Linked DNA regions of Sus scrofa: regions 1 and 2 are each linked to region 3. The links are chromatin contacts, called in public promoter capture Hi-C maps. All regions are on one chromosome and are shown on one strand. Each heading gives the region's core, a stretch centred on a gene start, on an enhancer-like site or on the middle of the called end of the contact. The rest is flanking DNA. Distances are from core to core; before and after follow the strand shown.

What was found. Promoter capture Hi-C pulls out the DNA fragments that hold promoters and counts their contacts.
Region 1: a contact with region 3 is called in a promoter capture Hi-C map of fetal liver, with 2.2 times the contacts expected there. The contact joins the promoter of SMKR1 here to the promoter of TSPAN33 in region 3.
Region 2: a promoter capture Hi-C map of liver shows a contact between it and region 3, with 3 times the contacts expected there. The contact joins the enhancer-like site here to the promoter of TSPAN33 in region 3. A contact is called at or near these places in 1 of 5 promoter capture datasets (liver) and 4 of 47 Hi-C or Micro-C datasets (epiblast stem cells, retroperitoneal adipose tissue, skeletal muscle and 1 more).

What each region holds. Positions count from the first base shown.
Region 1 is chr18:19,197,941-19,202,334 of Sscrofa11.1, reverse strand. SMKR1 (small lysine-rich protein 1) reads left to right here and starts at 2,305. Exons shown (of 3, transcript XM_003484024.3): 1 at 2,305-2,492; 2 at 2,552-2,918. The coding sequence starts at 2,305.
Region 2 is chr18:19,217,845-19,222,078 of Sscrofa11.1, reverse strand. It overlaps STRIP2 (striatin-interacting protein 2), which reads left to right. Exons shown (of 21, transcript XM_003134694.6): 18 at 1,461-1,527. Among named protein-coding and RNA genes, the nearest start is that of SMKR1, 20 kb to the right of the region's middle. Within about 2 kb of position 1,983, at least 7 of the 83 cell types and tissues checked have an H3K27ac peak or open chromatin away from gene starts, as enhancers often do. A contact at or near this core is called in liver and skeletal muscle, where this site is marked.
Region 3 is chr18:19,511,051-19,515,948 of Sscrofa11.1, reverse strand. It overlaps TSPAN33 (tetraspanin-33), which reads left to right and starts at 1,588. Exons shown (of 8, transcript XM_003134681.4): 1 at 1,588-1,938. The coding sequence starts at 1,837.

The sequences.
Region 1 (4,394 bases), core at 1,056-3,555, 310 kb after region 3:
AGTCTTGAAATTCTGTGTGTGTGTGTGTCGGTCTGTCTGTCTGTCTGTCTGTCTGTCTTTTTAGCGCCACATCTGCAATACTGGAAGTTCCCAGGCTAGGGGTCAAATCGGAGCCACAGCTGCCAGCCTACACCATAGCCACAGCAATGCCAGATCCAAGTCACATCTGCTCGCAGCAACACTGGATCCTTAACCTACCCGAGTGAGGCCAGGGATCAAACCCGAATCCTCGTGGATACTAGTCAGGTTCTTAACCCACTGAGCCACAATGAGAACTCCTTGAAATTCTTAACTTATTTTAGAATTTATGTTTTGTAGATGAAGCCTGATCAAACAATGGATCTTGTGGGACAGAAGGGCTTGGAGTCTCAAGTCTGATGAATCTCATTTCCTGTCACCCTCACACCACCCAACTCTCACTCTCACCCATTCCGCCCCCACCTCAGAGTCAGACTGGCACCCAGATGTCTCAGGGCACACCTCAGCACATTCAGAGAGAGTGAGCATCTCACCTATCAGGATCCAGGTTACCAAGCACATCCCAGCAAAGGGGCTATATTTCCTTCGAGGTCACCCATGTGAGGTGGCACCTTTGGGAAGGGAAGATACCTGGGAAGTGGAGTGTCCCTATTCCCTGGGGAAACACAATATTCAAAAGCAAACTAAAACAGCAATCACAGAAAAAAAAGGGAAAAGTTTCATAATTTAATACCTTTGGTGGCATTTTCCCCTGTTTCCCCATGTTTTCATTTTGCACTGAGCCATGCAAATTATGTAGCCAGTCCTGCACTGGTGTTACCACCACCACAGCAGGATGCAGAGAACATTTTTATCACTCCCAAATTATTCTCTTAAGCCTTTGCGGAGTCAATCTCATACATACACACACTCCATGTCACCCCCAGGCACAGATCTACTTTTAAGACAGCTAAATTAGGGCCAGGGATCAAAACCACACCACAGCAGCAGCCCAAGCCACAGCAGTGACAATGCTGGATCCTTAACCTGATGAGCCATCAGGGAACTCCAGGACAGCTCAATTTTAAAACACAGCAGTAAGGTTCTGAACCTCCAATTTGAAACTCAGGAAAAGCAGGGCTGGAACAGGTTTGGGAGTGAGCCTAATAGGGGTTAACCTGAGAGAATTGTGAAGATCCAAAGAGGTGTATACAGGGAGTGTGAGCCACCCCCACCCAGGGATTAAGAGAGGGGCCAACAGAGGAGAGAGCACAGGAAGAGGGCAGGGGACTTTGCCGCAAGTGTGGTTCTAATAAATAAAAAAATAAGCCAGCAGCCCTCACATCAATTTAATACATCCAATGTATTACATCCTGTTAACATCTATCATTTTAAATGTACACCATGTCCCCCATTCTACAACCCTCTCCCCCCAAAAAAGAACTTTGCTGAATTTCCAGGGCCTAGAACTAACAGACACAAGATAGATGCCTAATAACTTGAATAAAAAGGGAAGAGCCAGGAGTTCCCGTCGTGGCCCAGTGGTTAACGAATCTGAATAGGAACCATGAGGTTGCAGGTTCAATCCCTGGCCTTGCTCAGTGGGTTAAGGATCTGGCATTGCCATGAGCTGTGGTGTAGGTCACAGACGCGGCTCGGATCTGGCATTGCTGTGGCTCTGGCATAGTCCAGCGGCTACAGCTCCGATTGGACCCCTAGCCTGGGAACCTCTATATGCCGCAGGAGCGACCCTAGAAAAGGCAAAAAGACAAAAAAAAAAAAAAAGTCGTAAAAACGAATGAGAGTCCTTGCTCCCAAACTGTATTCTTCTTCATTCTTGAGTCAGGATGAACTCAGGGTTGGAAGCAGAATTGCATCTACCATGTCCTTTCTTGCCTAATCTCACTCTAGGTTTTGTTTTTCAGGCCCTTTTTACGAATGTTTGTATCATTACAGGCTCATTTATTTATTTATTTGTCTTTTTGCTATTTCTTGGGCCGCTCCTGCGGCATATGGAGATTCCCAGGCTAGGGGTCTATTCAGAGCCGTAGCCACCAGCCTACACCAGAGCCACAGCAACGCGGGATCCGAGCCGCGTCTGCAACCTGCACCACAGCTCACGGCAACGCCGAATCGTTAACCCACTGAGCAAGGGCAGGGACCGAACCCGCAACCTCATGGTTCCTAGTCGGATTCGTTAACCACTGCGCCACGATGGGAACTCCTTTTATTTTTATTTTTATTTATTTATTTATTTTTTTTTTTTTACAGGCTCTTTTACAAACATTTCCCCATGTTATTTTCACTTCGACTCTCAGAGGTTTTATCTCCTTTTCCAAAAAGGTCATGGAGTCTTCCGTAACTTTTCCAAGGCCAGCCAGTGAGGGGCCGAGCTCATACTCTGAGCCGAATCCTCCTATTCTAAGGCCAGCCTCATTCACCCGGGGCACCATCCGGACCTCGCCTTCGCCCACTTGTTCGCCCAAAGCCAGCGGGGTTCTGGGCACTAGCAGCCTGGGTCGCCGTCGCGCGAGGTGAAATGACCCAGCCAGCGCGGCGCGACCAGAAGGGAACTGAGCCCGCTCTCAGGAAGGCGGGCGCAGGCTCGCGGGGCAGGCTGGGAGCCAGGCCCCGGTGTCCTGGCAACACGTAAACACCGCGCGGCCCCGCCCCCGCGGCGCGCACCGCCCAGAGCTTGTGAGCCCGCCCTCCCGCGACCGCCCGCCGGGAGCCCCAGGCCCCGAGGCGACGAAGCACTGAGTCGCGCAGCCCGCTGCCTCTCTGTGGCGGGGGTCCCAGCCCCGCGTGGCGGCCGCTGGGTGGCTGGCTGCCCCCTCACCGCGTTGGGCTCCCGCGAGCGCCTAGACCTCCTCGGGCGGAAGGGTGAGAGCGGACTCGAGAAACGTGGCGAAGCCCCGGGCCCACGGCGGTTCGCTGGAGAGCGCGGTGGTGGCAGCCCGGTGAGCGGCAGGAATGGGCGCGGGGGCACAGCCCCCAGGCCTTGCGGAGAACTGGGGTCTCTCTCTCTATTTCAGGATTGGGAACCCATGCCACACTCACCTGCTCAACTGAGAAAGCATTACCATGGTAATTAATACACGTCTTATTTAAGCATCAGAGGTTCTGAGGCTCTTGTTAAATTAGTTTAATACCGTCTGTCTGGTAGAGGCACGCTTTACTAAGACTTGTTGCCCGTGCCACGAGATCAGCGCCTTCATCTCCTTGTGTTGAGTGGTGCCCAACCCGTGAAATGAACACTTTGGATAAAAATGAGGGGGAGAGGGTTTTCCTGGGTGGTCTGCGCCCGCCGCGGAAGAGCTCAGCAACCGCTGAATCAGGCTGAAAGGTTTTTTTGTGAGTTGGTTGGTTGAAGTCCCTCGGTTCTCTTGAGCAACTTTCACACCCAGAAAATGCCGGAACACCAGTTAACGCCAACAGCAGCTGGCCAGGAACTTAGCTTCTGCTGCCGCCAGCCTTCTGTCACTTGTGGGATTCTTCTCTGTGGATTAAGGAAATAGACAATGAGCCCTGGTGCTGCGGGGAGTGCCCGCTCTAGACAATGATTATCCTTTCCAACCCCAGTTTGAGGAAGGGCTTTGGAGGAGAGCTTTTGTGCAGGGAGTTCTTGCACTTTATGTCCAGGAAAGCCTGCAACATTCTTACTTCTGTCTAAGCTCTAAGTCGTTGGCTCACAGACCCCCATCTTAAACCAAACCACACTGAAACGCCAAACCTCCGTTTCCAAATTCCCTCTGGATCTTTTTACCAGAGAGCCTTTTCAAACTGTGTTCAAATCCAGCTCATTCATTCTGCTGGCGGCAAATGCGAAAGCATTCCTGTGCCCCAGTCCTTGCGACCTGCCTCTCTCACTGCCACTGTTGGTCATGGCCTCCTTACTACCACTTGCCTGGATTCTGGCAGTAGCCTGCTATCGCTAGCCAAGGCCTGTCCATCTCTTTCGTCCTCCTTCTCTGCCAATTCTGTTATCCCAGAATGGCTGTGACCTTGTAGCGCGCCCACCTTAGGGCCTTGTGGAACTAGACCCTGCTCTGCTTGAGCATAGTTCTGGGAGCCTCTGGTAAAAGGGCCTCAACCTCTTGGAGCTTTATCTGCCATATTATCATCTCTGTTTAAAAAACAAACAAACGCAACCAAAACCAAAACTACATCCCACATTCTTCTGGAAGCCTTCTGCCCCTGTCTCATCTCGAGGTATCCATCTGCTTAAAGACTGACCCATCTTTGATGCAACTTCTGTTCCCCTGTTGCTCCCTAAGTGCCCATAGCCCTCTGCACCTCACTTATGGTGCTTTGCCTGTTTGGCCATGGAAAGCCTTACTCGTCACCTCCTTAGACCATAATATAGAAATGTAAGCCCATGTTCCTTCCAGTTAATCACCATGTAAGAGCACTAAATATCTCTCGATTAAATTGAG
Region 2 (4,234 bases), core at 734-3,233, 290 kb after region 3:
TGCTATTTCTTGGGCCGCTCCCGCGGCATATGGAGGTTCCCAGGCTAGGGGTCGAATCGGAGCTGTAGCCACCGGCCTACGCCAAAGCCACAGCAACGCGGGATCCGAGCCGCGTCTGCAACCTACACCACAGCTCACGGCAACGCCGGATCGTCAACCCGCTGAGCAAGGGCAGGGACCGAACCCGCAACCTCATGGTTCCTAGTCGGATTCGTTAACCACTGCGCCACGACGGGAACTCCCGAAACAATTCATTTTTGATTTCCCACCCTCATTTCCTGATCACCAGTACCTACTTTGCCATGGGGCTTTGTCAGTGGGAGGTGGGTGGATGAGTAAATAAGCCAGCCAAGAATGTTTGTCCTAATGGAGCAGAACTGAACTGGCAACCTTGGGAGAATCCAACAGAGTGAAATAAGATGATGAGCAACATTATAGGTAGATCCACTGCCCTCTCCTCTCCTGCCTTTGTGGGTTTCTTGGCTTATTTCTAGCCAAATAAATTGTTGCCTTCTGCTTGGATAGAAGTTTTGACTTTCAAAATGTAGAGACAGGTTCATATTCCTCTTTATAAAAATCTCCACTTTGCTAACATCATTTATCCATTTCCAACTACTCTAGTTCAGATGGATTGCTGTTTAAAACTTCATGGAATGTCGGAACCAGAAGGCTCACTAGAGATTAGCTAGTCTAAATTCTGCATTGTGCCAGTGAGTAAGGGAGAAGAGGAAAGAGAGAGAGAGAGCTGTCATTTTGAGTGACTGTGTCCCTGTCATCATGCAGTACTTATTTCCCCTTCTGACTCATGCCTGCACCCCTGGGTTTACCACAGAGTCTCCAGCCCTCTTTTAGTCCCTCACTGCCTATTTTGGGGGGCAGATGCTATTACCATTCTTGAGCTACTAGACTGGCCTTGCTGCAGGAAGCTGCCTCTGTCTCAAGTTTCCTCTAGGAGTGGCTTCGCCGAACATTTCCCAGACCTGCTGGCTTTCAGAAACATCTGGTAAGAGCCACAGGAGAGGTCTTTGTTTCATCCTCATAGCCATAGGTTATTTGTTGTGAAGTGGGATAAGTTTGGGCAGCATCTCTGGGAAAGCAGTTATATTCACACATACACATAAGCATACTCTTAAATACAGAAACACAAATGCACACAAGCTTATGTATTTCATTGAAGAAGGGAGGAGAAAGGTGGCCATACAGAGGTCTTTCGGCTTTCTCTTGCCTCTGCCATATGGGGGCCAGCCTGAAAGAACTCTGTTGGTTTCTCTCATGGCCATGAGGAGGAGATTGGATCTGGCGTTGCTGGCATCAGAACCCTCAGTTTGAGCTAAAGTCACTAAGCAATCTGGGAAATAGATGGGGCCTGCCGAGGAGAAATAACTCCTGCCCTTTCTCATATAGCCATTTCCTGCCATTGCCATTTACCTAAAAGCTGTCCTTATCTCTGCATCTTGCAGCATCTCGGTCCTGGATTACCCTTGCTGTACCATCCAGGATTTGCCAGAGCTTACTACAGAGAGTCTGGTAAGCAGATGGGGATTTGGTAGCCTTTGAAATTGCCAGGTGGCAGAGGTTGGCATTTGTTCTTCCTTTTCTTCTCTAGCCCCCTAATGCCCTGGTTTGGGAGTCTCAGATCAATAAAGGCACCTTGGCAAGAGCACAGAGGTAGGAGGGGTTTAGAGCTGCCGACCCAGTTGAGAAAGATTTGGAAAAGCTGAGCACAGCGTTTTGTAGGGAAAAGCGTCAGTGCAAAACACTGAGGAGAGAGAATTTAGAAAGATAATGGGAGTCAAGTTGAATGTGAACATCCGTGCTGAATGGCCGGAGACTCTTTTCTGTTCTAGCCTAAAACAATTATCTGTCTTCTTTTTGCTGTGCTTCAGCCTATTCTCATTTCCATATAGGTTATACAACCCAGGAGTGTGTACTTCAGAAAATATTTGTCTTTGTCTCTCTGAGGCAAAAGTCGATTTGGCCCCAGAAGGATGACCCAGAAAGCTCCTCATGCTGGAAAGAGCTTTAGGCAAATCAGAAAAGTCCCTCAGAGTTATTCTGAATCCTGTGAAACTGGCTGATCAACAGCATGTTGAAGATCAACTTAGCTATTACCTCAGCCCATAGCCTCACCCCATTGCACTGTGATTGTCTATCTGTATTTGTTTCCCCATTTGACAGAAAACTCCTTGAAGGAAGAGACAGTACCATCTTCATCTTTATATCCCCAGAGTCTAGCACCATGTTCAGTACATGGAAGGAGTTCAATAAATGATCGGATGGCAGTGCCTGTGTGTTCCCCAACCCCTTGTCCCCCAGTTTAATACCTGCAAAGTGTCACATCAGAAAAGTATATTGCGCAAAAGTAGAATGGTGGTAACTTCTGGGGCACAAGTTTTACAGAACTGTAGGATTCTTGGCTGGAGGGGACCTGAGTGCCATTTGGCCTACCCCCCTATTTCAAAGATGAGAAACCTAGGGGCCCAGTGGATGAAGTGACTTGTCAGATCCACTCCTCATAGATATCAACCCTGAATTAGAGAAAAACCTGAGTCCTGAGACACCAAGTCTAGCACTTCTTTTAGCACCTGGGCAGAGACTTCCTGTCTGAATTAGATGTGGTCTCAGTAGTCAAGGAAGTTGAGAGCTTCTTAACACTGCAGAGAGAGGTAATAAGTTGTCTAACCTTATTTATGATAGTCAATTTTTAAAGCAACTGTATGAGGTTGGTATTAATGTTTTGTAGATGGAGAAGTTAGGTAGCTGCCAGAACCTTACAGTTGAAAGCAACAGAGCCAAAGTGGAGACCCTCTGCCAATGCGTCCCTGCCATTCAGAGTTGGAATGAGGAATGCACTTTCTCACAGAAACAGTAGTACACAGATAGCATTAAAACTTTTCAGGAATTCCCGTCGTGGCACGGCGGTTAACAAATCCAACTAGGAACCATGAGGTTGTGGGTTCAATCCCTGGCCTCACTCAGTGGATTAAGGATCCCGCATTGCCATGAGCTGTGGTGTAGGTCGTAGATGCAGCTCAGATCTGGCGTGGCTGTGGCTGGCAGCTGTAGCTCCTATTCGACCCCTAGCCTGGGAACCTCCATTTGCTATGGGTCCAGCCCTAAAAAAGCAAAAAAAAAAAGAAGAAGAAACAAAGAAACCCACCCTTTTCAATTAGTAGGGTATTTCAAAACATAAAGTCAGCTTTTATGACCTGAATCTATTTCTTGATACAATGTGTTCTCTTTTCTCAGTCACATAAGTAGAAATTAGCATAAAAAACACTCATGCTAGGTATTCTTGTCCTTTCTGTGAAGCAACAGTGGCACCTGCTGGTTTCATTTGGTAATCAGTTTTTTGTTTTTTTACTTGAACTTTAAAAGAATTCCCTGAGCCCAGTAATGGACTTAACTAGCAAGTTCGCTCCACACAGGCCTTCAACACAGTGGTTTGTTTATCTAATCTGATGGCTTCTGCACTCAGAAAGGACTAGTGTTGGAGTTCCCTGGTGGCTCAGCAGGTTAATAATCCAGTGTTGTCACTGCTGTGTCACAGGTTCCATTCCTGGCCCAGGAACTTCCATGTGCCATGGGCATGAGAAAAAAGAAAAAAATATATTTTGCTGCAGTTAACCATGTATATATTGGTTCATTCAATATATTCATTTGTATATATCATTCATATATATATGTATATATATATACATACACATATACATATTATTTAAAAAAATAAGAACTTTACATGTTTCAATTTACATGGTAAAATTTAAATGTTCACAATATCATTTTATTAAACATTCCTGAGAACATAATTTTTAATAGCTACACATAATATTCCACTACTTTTTTTTTGCCACACCCAAGGCATGTAGACATTCCCAGGCCAGGGATCACCCCTGAACCACAACAGCAATCCAGGTCATTGCAGTGACAATGCCAGATCCTTAACCTGATGTGCCACAAGGAAACCCCCCCCACTACTTAATTTCTTTTTAAAGATTGTTTTCTACTATTATTGGGCATTTATTTCAGTGTTCTTCGTATCCAAAATGAATATACTCGTACCTCATTTCTGATTATTTCCTTAAGATAAATTCCTTGAAGTGGAATTATTTGGCTAAGGTAATCTCGATTCATATTTTTTCAGTTTTCTGAATTTGAACTGAGTTCAACTTCATTTGGCACTCCAACTACACATATAATGGACATGAAATAAAGGCAGAGTTAATGGCATGTT
Region 3 (4,898 bases), core at 339-2,838:
GCCATGCTATCTTCACCAACTCTCCACTAAATATGTTATAGTTATTTGTGCAATTACCATATTTCCTGACAGGATTCTAAATTCTGTTCAAACAAAATATTGCATTTGGTGAGCCCTTCTATATGCCAAACTATGCTAAGTGATTTGTGTGCATTATCTCATTTAATCCTCACGTCAATGTTATTAGGCCAGCACCTTCCCTAGGTAACATGAAAGAAAATAAGACTCAGGGAGATTAAGAAGTTGGCCCAAGTCATACAACTGATGAGGCTGAAATAATTGTTTTACTCTGTTCAGACTGTTATAAAGAAACTGCTATGAACTGAGTGGCTTATAAACAACAGAAATATATTTCTCACAGTTCTGGAGGCTAGAAAGTCCAAGATCTAGACACCCACAGATTCAATTTCTGGTGAGAGCCTACTTCCTGATTCCTAGGCAGCTGTCTTCTCGCTGTGTCCTAACCTGGCAGAGAGGGTTAGGGAGCGCTCTAGGGTCTCTTTTACAAAGGCACTAATCCCATTCATGAAAGCTCCATTTCTTGTGACCTAAGCAAAACCACCCCCCCACCCCCACCCCAGGCCCCATCTTTAATACCATAACCTTGGGAGGCAAGATTTCAACATCTGAGTTTGGGTTGGGGGTGGTGATACAAACAGTCTTCAGCATTCGTGTTTGTGTTACTTATGGTAGCCAGGCAGGGTCCACCACCTACATTTCACTCAACCTGTGCGTGCCAGATCACCGTGTTTAAAACCGGTGTAGACCAAGACACCAAGACTTAAATAGGGAGGTGAGGATTGAAACGGTGATGAATTAGGATGGTAGCATTGTTGGTGATGTTTCCAAATTTCCACCATTGGGTTATAGAGTTTTTGAAATAAGCATTTAAAATATGCAGTTACTGGAGTTCCCTTGTGGTGCAGCAGGTTAAGGATGCAGTGTTATCACTGCAGTGGCTCTGGTAGCTGCTGTGGTACGGGTTCAACTCCTGGCCTGGGAACTTCCACATGCCAGCTGGTGCGGCAAAACAAAACAAAACAAAACAAAAAAACCCCACATATACATAAATATATATACATAAATACGTATATATCTAGTTACTAAACAGGACTGCAGCTACTCTTAAATATTCTCAATTGCTATATGTAGGTTCGTTTTGTCTCTGATTTTATTGTCATCCCCCTCAACCCCGGATTCTTGTGTCCCACAGTTTTCAGCGCATTGCTCAACATATGGTCTACGTACTTGTTGATTTTAGTGTATGTGTGTTTGCATATGGTGCACAGCAACTGCGTAGAGGAGTGGGTGTGTGATGCAGCGTGCATTCCTTCTGATCCTTTTTCCCTTGAATAGCTGCAGCCTGGATGTTTTCTTCTTGAGGGTGGAGGCAGAATCACTGACCCTTTAACAAGTTGTCCCTCGCAGAACAGGTGTCTCCCCCGCCTTTCAGAAAAGAGGGATGGTTGGACACTAAGTGACACCAGAGGCTGGCCAATGAGAAGTCGGGTTTTGGCAGACCAACCAATGGGCGGCCTGGGGCGGGCCCGGTTTCCTGGGAGCCCGGCGGGCCGGGCTGGTCCTCTGGCCGCAGCGGAGTCTCAGCCGCTCACGCTGCCCGCGGTGGCTCCCGCGACTCCCGGCGGCTCCAGTGGCGGCGCCGTTCCTCAGCCCGCGCTTCTTCCGGACGCACGGCGCGGGCACCTCCCGCCGCGCCGCAGCTTCGCCGCCGCTCGGGCTCCAGCGGTGGCGCGGCTCATGCCTCCCGGCGCGGAGCGCTCAGGTGGGCCGGCCGCCGCGGGGAGATAGGCCCCCGGGGGCGGCGGCGGCTGGACCATGGCCCGGAGACCCCGGGCGCCGGCTGCCTACGGGGAGGACTTCTCCTTCGTCAGCCCGCTGGTGAAATACCTGCTCTTCTTCTTCAACATGCTCTTCTGGGTGAGTCTTGGGGGCTCGTGGGGGCATCTGGGCGGCAGGGCACCCCCTGGAGGGCTGAGTGGGCTGCCCGCGGCTGAGGAGGGTTGTCCCCGGATGCCGGGTTCGAGGCGAGCGTGGTGAGCCGCACTGCCTAGTTTTCCGGGAAGACCGCACTTTGGGGTAATTTATCCTAGGCAGGGACACCACAGTGACGCCTTGTGTGTAGGGGGTGTTGGGGTGGGGGGGGTCTGCAAGGGATTCAGTAAAGACTTATGGGTATTCCATGGGCAGCGGAGGAGGGTCTGTTTTAGGCCAAAAAAAAAAAAAAAAAAAAAAAAAGGTGGGTTTGAGCGGGAGGAGTGGGTTTTCTTGTTGGTCGAAGGCAGACCCACTGATACGTGTTAGCAGTCTTAGTAGTTAAAAATCCCATCGTTGGGGGATTTTTTGGCCTGGGAGGCCCTGATAGCAAAGAAAAGAGGAAGAGGGGGAAACCCAAACCTTCCTTCTCCCTTACCTCAGAGAGAAGGGGTTAAGGGGCTCTCATCTCTTCCTTTTGCAGGCCTCTACCCTCCCTTCCCCCCCGCAAAAGGCGGAAAAAGGACAGGAATGGCCTCCGGGTGTAGATGCCTTTCCCAGCACTGTCTCAAACTTTGCCTCACCTTGCTCGGGACCAGACTCTAGCCCCTGGAGTTTGACAGTCTTCAGATTCTTTAAATAGGACCCTGTGTTTGACTGGAAGGTCAGGGGTCCTTTCAGAATCTTCTGCTTAGGGCTGGAAAAGTGGAAAAAAATGTTGGACTGGGGCTGCCTGGATTTTCATCCCCACTCTGCCATTAATTGTTAACTTGACTAACCTGGGCCATACGCTCACCTCTGTAGGCCTTGGTCTCTCCTCCGTAAAATCAAACGCCACATGATCAAGGATGTCGGAAATACTCTGCTGGAGCTGTGAATGCAGCTGGACCAGATCTTGAAATGCTAGCTCAATCCTGTTTCATGTCTAGAGAATCCCTGAGGCCCTCCGGGTTTGAGAACATAGTGGGACCCACCATACACACCCCGACCCCCACCCCGACCTCCAGATTCCCTGATTTTCTTCCGGCACCAACTACATCAGAGCTGCGGCTCTCGGAGCCCATTACACTTGCCCACCTCTGCCTGAGACCTAAAGTTCAGACTTGCAGGAGGAAGGAGTCTAAAATATATTTCCTAGGAGAGGGTGCAGACTAGGCATCTAAGCAAGTTGCTGGAAAGGTTTCACGGGGGCCATGGTGTGAACACACACCAAGTACCTAAGTGCTAGCCTGTTGGGAAAAATGAGAGAAATCTCAAAGGGTGGTGATGACAGCTCATTCTCAGCCATTGTACTGGGAAGAATGAAGTTTGAACTCCTAACAAATTCTCAGTTTTAGAACTGGAAAAAACATTTTGGGAAGATGTCTTGTCCAGGACCCACATTTTATAAATGAGAAAGCCAAAGCGCAGAGATGTTGTTTCACGCTAGGTCCAACAGATGGTTAGTGGCTTGATCTGGTGGTTTTTCTACTGAGCCACAGTGCCTCTAGGGGGAAGTTCTTGGCCCAGACAGCTGCTACAATAGCTGGTGTTAGCAGTATTAGTAGTTAACTAGTCAACTAGTCCACGGTGTAGGCTCTATTTCAGCTGGAGGTCAGGGAAGAACTGAAGAAAATCTTGCCACCACTCTGCCAGGCTGGGGAATGTCCTAAGGGGAACCCCCACTTAGGGGCAGGTCCTGGAGAACCCTCCTACTTGCTCACTGTCTGTTCCAGGCCAATGACGTGCCATCCTCAGAGCCAGCACTAGCATCCCAGAGATCTCAGCTCTTCATGCTGACTCTCTCTGTCAGCTAAAACTTTGCATCTCCTTTGGAGGCTTTGGCGCTTCACCTTAATCTGTGGTCCCTGGTGATAACAGCTGGATGCATCTGTTACACTTGCATTCATGGTCATTTTCTTGGACTTCCCCACTCCATCCCACCAGCCTTTCACCGGATAAATGACTTTGGGACATCATAGCCAGGGAGAAAGTTTGGCTCCATAGACCCATTTATCTTGGTACGAATGCTTCCTTCAAGGTCAGAGGACCTGGCCAACCAAGCTGGCACCACCTCAAATTAGAGAAGAGCCCCTTCTTGGTCCTACTTTAGACTTATAAAAAGTCAGAGGCTCTAGAAATAGCACACCGAAGGACAAGAGGCCCAGTTTCTTTCTGGCACCAACTTAACTGTGTGACCCTAAGCCAATATATCTGTCTCTCTGTCCTTAATCTTTCTCCTCTAAAGGAGAATTTTTTCTGCCTCTGTGAACTATTTAAAGATGAATGCATCACTTTGGGGACAGTTTTCTTTCTTCAAGACCTGGGGCTGGATCTAAAGATGCATTTCTCTTGTGTCCCAGTATCCTTGGGACATTGACCTTCCCAGGGGACAGTACTTTTTCAGCATTACTGAATGTCACTTCTCTCCCAGGTCCAGAGCCACAGAGTCCATTCCACATAAGTCCAGCCAGAGATGAAGAGCTGTTTCCCCAAATCAGGGGTCATCTTTCTTCCCATCCCCTCTTTAGGGACTGGTTACTGTGGTTTCTTTTTTGCAGGCTTCCACCATCCTAATCAAACTCCCCCTTTCCAGAAGGCACCCGTGGTTGGGACTGTAGGCCCACTTCTTTTCTGAGCAGAGTGCATCTTCTGGCCAGCTGCCGGGGGACTGTGTATGGATGGTGTTTGTGTCTGGGCCTGGGTCACATCAGGAAGGTGGCCAACATCGTCTGGGCTCATACGCTATGGTGGCAGGGGGACAGTGGTGGCAGGGATGTCAGTGGCTATCCCTCTTCCTACTCTAGGGGCCCTGATCCTTGGGGCATCCGGAGTCTGACACAGAAAGCTTCTGGTTCCTTTGGGACAAGGACCAATTCTTCCTGTTCGTGTTTCAATTTTCACTTCCGTTTTTGCCCAGAAGTTCT